Regions from separate parts of the Mus musculus genome. Here region 1 is linked to region 2. The links are chromatin contacts, called in public promoter capture Hi-C maps. All regions are on one chromosome and are shown on one strand. Each heading gives the region's core, a stretch centred on a gene start, on an enhancer-like site or on the middle of the called end of the contact. The rest is flanking DNA. Distances are from core to core; before and after follow the strand shown.

Region 1 (3,381 bases), core at 253-2,752, 80 kb after region 2:
ATTATTTTCAGTTACCTAAAGTCATTACTAATAATCTTGTCGTCTACCTCACTGTTTGATTTAGACCAGGTATTCTCAACACAGTCAACATCGATCCCTCAGGGACAATCTGAAAACGCTGTGAAGCCCTTTTGAGCTTCCACAGTAGTTTGCCTAAGAGGAAGAGTACTTTGTGGATGGTCGACTCCCGATTTCAAAAGTCCTATCATGTGCAAGGCTGGCCAACCAGGAATAAAAAACCATCCCTAACTCTCCAAGTGTTACAAGATGCCAGTGACATTAAATGGTGAATAACCAGTTTCTGGCCATCTTTGTTTTGTTAAGAACTTTCAACCATTTATACTTCTACTCTGTTTTAGTACAGGCTTAATTTTCCATAAGTGAACTTACCCTACAAAGTGAGGAGACATTTCTAACAATTTACCTCAGAGTGTTTGCTTTTTTGGGAAAAAAAAAATTTTTTTAAATAACAACAGGATGCCAATATCTGATAGGCCAGGAAGTAAGAAGGCTGAAGCAGGAGAATCGTAAGCTCCAGGCCAGCGTAGGAAATACAGTGAGTCCTTTTAAAAAATAAAATCCTGCCGGCTTGGCATTTGTAGCTGTCCCATGTACAACTGCTGCAATGCGAGGGCAATATGATCACTTCATTGCAGCCTGTAATATAATAAATAACGTGAAGGCATTTACAAATTCAAACAGCTACTTATTACTAAGAAGATATTTACTTCACCGTTACGTTTCAATTTGACTATTATATTGATTTTTAGAAACTTTAATTTCATGTCAGGATATCACAAGAAAGTTGGTTTTTTTTTTTGTTTTGTTTTGTTTTTGTTTTTGTTTCTGTTATAGAAAGGACAGTGGCGTGAACTGGTGAAGACTCCCACAATTTAGCATTCCTGAGGCTGGCTGTTAAAGAGACCTCCTAAGTTATGTCCTGAATTCTAGACTCTCCTACAGATGTGAACGAGCGGGGTGACTCGGTCAGTGGAGGTGATGGCTGACTTGAGTTCGATCTTCAGGAACCACAAGGTGGAAGGAAAGAAGCCGCCTCAATAAATCGCAAGCATTTTCTGCCCGGATCTAGGCTGAGTTGCTCCAGACTTGGGGGTGCTAGAGGTCCCAACTGTTCTCACGCAGCTTCGCGCCCTGGTTCTTAACTACTTTTCCCCAAGGGAGGCTCCTGGCTCCACCGGGCCCCCTCTGCCCAGGGGGAACCCATGGGTCTCTTCACTGGATAACCGTGGGCCTGTTCTGTGGTCCGTGACACTTTGAGGAGACAGCCAGGTACCACGCCGGGCACAGGCAGCCGGGCAAGGGGGTGGGAGTGGGAGGTCTTGGGGTTTAGGGGTGCAGGTCAGTGGCGGCCGGCAGACTCACCGCTGTGTGGTCGATGTCGGCGTCCGACCTTTGGGCAGAAGGAGGCAGGTATTCGGCGTAGCGCAGCCCCTCTCTGGAGGTCACGCCGCCACCGGTAGCCATGGCACTGCAGGACTCCGAGGACGCACTGAGTTGTCTACGGGGCGTCCGCGGGGACAAATTAGTGCGGACCGGTTAAGTTCGCGCTCTGAGTAGGTGTTCAGTTTTATTAGTGGAGACCTGGCTGCAGAGAATCTGGTTCTCATTCCATCTCCGATAAACTGACCCTGTCAAAGCCCGGGGTCAGACCCTTACAGAGCCTTGTTTGTTTGTTTGTGCCACCCTCCACTATAACAACCAAGCCTGAAGAGGCGGGGCCTTCTTAGGTCTACCTTGAGTTTCCTCTAAAACCAGGCAGGGAGAGATTCCAAAGTACCGCGATGGTGCCTGGGAATAGAAACAAGGCCAGGGAGGGCTTCCTTGCTTGACCTTCCCAACTAGAAATGAATGTGATTTCACATGTTAGTGAAATCACTGGGAAGATACTGATGATCCACTAACTTGCGCTCACAGCAAATGATTTTGACTAATTTGAATACATAAAGACTTAACTTCATTATTAATGTTTAGGTCAAGCTTTCTCGAACAGATATTAGGCAATAACTGAAGCTAATACGCTTTCTAACCCCTGTACCAAGTTGGCTGCTGTTTTACCCTTTATACACTTTGCAATCCAGCCTACAAGAAGGTTTTTTTTTGTTTTGGGGTTTGGTTTTTTTGTTTTGTTTTGTTTTTTTACATTAAAAGTTGTAAGAACCTAGCTGGGCGTGATGGCGCACGCCTTTAATCCCAGCACCCAGGAGGCAGAGGCAGGCAGATTTCTGAGTTCGAGGCCAGCCTGGTCTACAAAGTGAGTTCCAGGACAGCCAGAGCTATACAGAGAAACCCTATCTTGAAAAACAAAACAAAACAAACCATACAAACAAACAAACAAAAAACCAGTTGTAAGAACCTATTAATTTATCCATATATTATTATTCTCATGCTTAGGGCCTGAAGGAATTTAGAATCAGGAAGGAAAGATTACATTAAACACCATGCTAGTACCATATACTAAAAGCACGAGCAAGCATGCTAGATTAGCTACAAATGAAAGCAAAATCAGTGTCAGAGTTCACAGAGAGAAACGAGAACAGCCACAAAGGCTTCCTTGGAGGCTCAGCCACTGATGTGGTCAGTAGGGAGCATGGGGTTTGTTTTAGTTAGAAGAAGAAAGGGGTCACAAATTCCACATGGAAATAAACACCAAGAATTGAGCCGGTGATATGTAATAATGTGTTAAAAATACTTCAGAACTCTTCAGAAACACGGCTTTATTACATAAATTACTTTATTAAGCCAATCCACAATTATTCGTGATCAAACCAAATGAATTGGATTGAAGCCTACATATCATGCATTCATCATCCATGTGTTCAGTGTATTCAATTTATTGAGCATATGTCAGGTCTTGGGTACAGTGCTGGGGGACTGTGCCTTTAGCATCAAGTAAACAAATAAGGTCTCCGAGTCCTTGGAGTTACAGTCTAAGGGAGGCTAATGATGTATCCTAGCAGCTGGACCCTAACAGTCATAGGCTGCTAGCCTGGAGCAAACAAGCAATTAGAGCAAGACAGGAGTGAGCCAGCTCTTTTTAGAACAGTGCACCTGCTCAAGAGCTGGGAAAAAGCTTCCAAAGTGGAAGCCAGGAGAAAAAGGGGGCTGGGGTGGGAAACACAGCAGAAGAGAGGGCAGCATGGAGGGGAGTCAGCCTGCTGCATTTCAGGTCTATGGAGAGTACATTACTGGCTGCTTCTAGACTTTACTGAACTTCCTTCCACTGCTACTTCTACAGAAGTGGACAGTGTTAGAGGGAACTCTCATCTCCAGTGACTACTCTGCTCTCAACCTTTGGTTCTTTAGTAGGCTCAACCTTACCAGCAAGAAAGATAAAAACAAAAGCAGCAAAATCCTTTCCTC
Region 2 (3,295 bases), core at 512-3,011:
GGCCTTAGCCAGGTGCTATGGAGGGATTCAACCCTGCTGACACCAGAAAAATGAGGCCTGGTATTTTCTTTTTTCTCTAGAATGGGAGAGAGGAAGCTCTCAATACCACCTGGGGGCCAAGAGAAGGAGCCTTAGCCCTACCTACACCCACTGAGCTGAAGCACCCAGTTTTAATAAACTGTTTCTCCTACTGGGAGACATGTGCTCATTAACATCTGAAGCGATCTTCTCTTTCAGTAGAAAGCAGAAAGGTACAGGCATCTGGTTGACATTCGTATGCTGATGTCATTGACATTAGCAGAGAAGCACAGGGCTAGACACCCCTTCCTACAACCCATCTGCTGTTTGTGAGCCTCGCGATTCAAAAATAGTTCCTAACCTTTTTGGTTAATTCTTCGGATGGTATTTTCTTTAAAATTTATCTGATGAGTTAGACATAATTTTAAAAATTAGTTTCTAAAAGGTTCTGCGTTCATCCTCTCTCATCTGTTTTCAGTAGAGCATATGGCTGAAACAGATCGAGTCCCTGGCAGAGAGAACCCGTATGATCTCGGCTGGCTTTTGAAAGCTGCTCTCCAGCAAGGCACTCTGACGCCACAGGGTCAGTGTCCTCCCAGGCACAGGCCCTTGTGTGAAGCAGGTGGCCCGAAAGCACTAGAAGCTGAAAATCACAGCGACAAGGTGTCATTTCCGGAGACCAGGCTGGCCTCGAACTCACAGAGATCTGCCTGCCTCTGCCTCCCAAGTGCTGGGACTAAAGGTGTGTGCTACAGTGCTTTTACCTCAATTTACCATGAAAGTTGGAAATCCTAACGAGAAGTCTCTTCAGCATTTCCAGAGATTATCCTTTGTAGACTGTACCTGGTTTAAAATGTGAAACGAGACTTTGGAAAGAAGGTGATGGAACATTCTCCAAAACTCAAAACATAAACGAGATATAAATCCGATTTTTTTAATTTTTGGAGTTTTTTGTTTTTGTTGTTCAGTTACTGTTCAAAAAGCTTTCAAGACAAGAATTCAACACACTATTTCTTTAGCGTGTATTTCAACACTTTATTTCCAGGACCTCTTCCCTAGCAAGGGACAGTACCCCATCAACTTCCTAGCCACCGAGCTTCAAAACCTTATGAAGAAAGTGAAGCAAAACCCACCCCCAAACCTCACATGAGGCACGACCATCCCAGAACACGGAAGTAATCCGTCTGCTTGTTCACAAAATGGCTTCCTGCAAAATGCATGCTCAGACATAAGCATGCAAGACCATTTTTTTTTTCCTGATCTGAATTGCAAGTCCAGCCCAAGAAACTTACACATTTGCATGAAATACTCTTAACAAGTGCTTCCCAGGTGAGAAGTTTTAAATGAATGTTTTTGTTTTGTTTTGGCCAGAGGAGACAGAAAAATGGCTGCAGCTGGTCAAGGGTTATATTTCTTACAGCCAGGAGATTCCAATCTGTTTCTTTACCTCCATGGGATCAATAAACAGCCAGGCTGATATACATCAAACTGCTTTGGTCTTGCCAGTATATACTCTCATGCACATGAACACACACACATACACACACACACTCAGGATTTCTTGGCTCCCCTCAAGGTAGAGCCATTCCAAATCCTGACATCACTGAAATATGTACAGGAACGGAAGCAATAAAGAGAGGAACACAAGAGAGAGAGAGGGAAACTCTGCCTGCTCTGGATGTGCCCTCGAGACAGTTGTTCCTACAGTGCAGGCTTTGTTCTTGTGCAATCGAAACACAGACCAAATTCAACTCTGTCAGCAAAGATACTGGCATAGTCACCCCAGATGGGACTGGTAAGAAAAACGACCTGTGTGAGATCTGAGGGAGCAGGCAATCACGGTTAGTCATAAACCCCCTCCAAGGGCCCAAGATCTGCAGAACACAAGGATTGAAGCGGCTTGAATGCTGTAATCTCCATTTATAGACTTCCCCAGGCCTCCACCCAGGCCTCACAGCTATGCCTGTCCCTATACCTCAGCCAAAGCTTCAGCACTTGGTCACAAAGAGGAAGGCACAGCATGGGATGACGCAGGATCCCAGAGCTTCTTCTTGGAAGTAGGATTCTGGGAAATGCCTTGTCTACTTCCAGGAAGAGCTTCATTGACCACATGTTCTTCTCGGCTGTAGGATAAGAAGCTTGGGTGAGAAGGTAAGGCGGGACAATTCTGCCATCTCTCCAACTCTCATTAGTTTATTTTTTTTCTCTTCAGACTTCGTGGAAAAGAGAATTAAGAATAGTAAAATTGAATATCCCTAATCTGAAGTCCGAACAACACCCAAATCTAAAACTTTCTGAGCACTCAAACTATCACACTGTGTATTCAATGATTCTAAGTCTTAATTTTTCCCCCCTCAGCTCTGAAGCTCCAAGCATTTCAGATAAGGCATCCTCACGCTGCTTCCAATGGAGGGTGTTTGTTGATTTGCTGTGAGATGTGGGTGTTACTGATGTTGGCAAGGGAAACGCTTGGTAGAAAGAGGAACTTTGGCTCAGTTCTTCAGGACCTCGTGCACTTAGGAGGACACAGAAAAAATGAATGGCTTTTCCCCACATCACACATGGGGAAGTCCTATAGCTCAGGAAGGAAGGAAAAGATCTCCAAGGAGGGAGGTACTTCTCAGAACTACTTCCTCAAAAAGAGTCCACCCCTCATGAGCGCTAAAGGACAAGTTAGGATGACAACCTAGTACGCACTTGGCAATAGATTTGGTTCCTTGGGCAGACAATAGTGTCCTGGGTTTGAAAGCAGGTTCTGAACACCTCACAGCCTGAGTGGACCTCTCCCTGAATCTGTAACTTGAGAATAGTATGCAGTGTAGGAAAACCACCACAAGACACACAGCGCTCACAGTAATGCCCCTTCCAATAAAGCGTGTCCTCTACTGGTTTGCAGACAGAGCTAGATTCTAAGCTGGCTACAACAGACAGATATTTAAAAACAATCCCAAAGGGTGAAGGTTGGAGTGGTTCTGTTTGCCACTTGCCCAGCTTGGCATTTTAGAAGAAAAAGCAAGCCAGCTCTCCAGGGCCTGGCATTAAGGAAAGGAAAAAATCTTGCTGGTTTCCTTTTGTGTCCTCGGTCTTTGAGGGGGACTTAAGGAGTCCCTCAACCAGTAAAGGGGAAGAGAGAAAGAAAGCCTGGTGCAGCATCCTGCCCAGCTGGCCTGCTGGCAGCACACAGACAACACTGCTGGGGTCCTTGTTAAAGTTCCAGCCCATCTCACATACATTGCCTTTTACCCTCTTAGCCTCACACTGCTGCCATTCTGGTCCC

The links. Promoter capture Hi-C pulls out the DNA fragments that hold promoters and counts their contacts.
Region 1: a promoter capture Hi-C map of macrophages shows a contact between it and region 2, with 5 read pairs. The contact joins the promoter of Dnajc15 here to the enhancer-like site in region 2. A contact is called at or near these places in 2 of 39 promoter capture datasets (the C10 cell line and macrophages), 1 of 484 Hi-C or Micro-C datasets (cortical neurons) and 2 of 9 other capture datasets (adipose tissue and bone marrow-derived macrophages).

What each region holds. Positions count from the first base shown.
Region 1 is chr14:77,873,415-77,876,795 of GRCm38.p6, forward strand. It overlaps Dnajc15 (DnaJ heat shock protein family (Hsp40) member C15), which reads right to left and starts at 1,503. Exons shown (of 6, transcript NM_025384.3): 1 at 1,384-1,503. The coding sequence starts at 1,485.
Region 2 is chr14:77,792,885-77,796,179 of GRCm38.p6, forward strand. Gm1587 (predicted gene 1587) reads right to left here. Exons shown (of 3, transcript NR_157389.1): 3 at 1,061-2,141. Among named protein-coding and RNA genes, the nearest start is that of Gm1587, 4.4 kb to the right of the region's middle. Within about 2 kb of position 1,762, at least 47 of the 459 cell types and tissues checked have an H3K27ac peak or open chromatin away from gene starts, as enhancers often do. A contact at or near this core is called in adipose tissue, bone marrow-derived macrophages and macrophages, where this site is marked.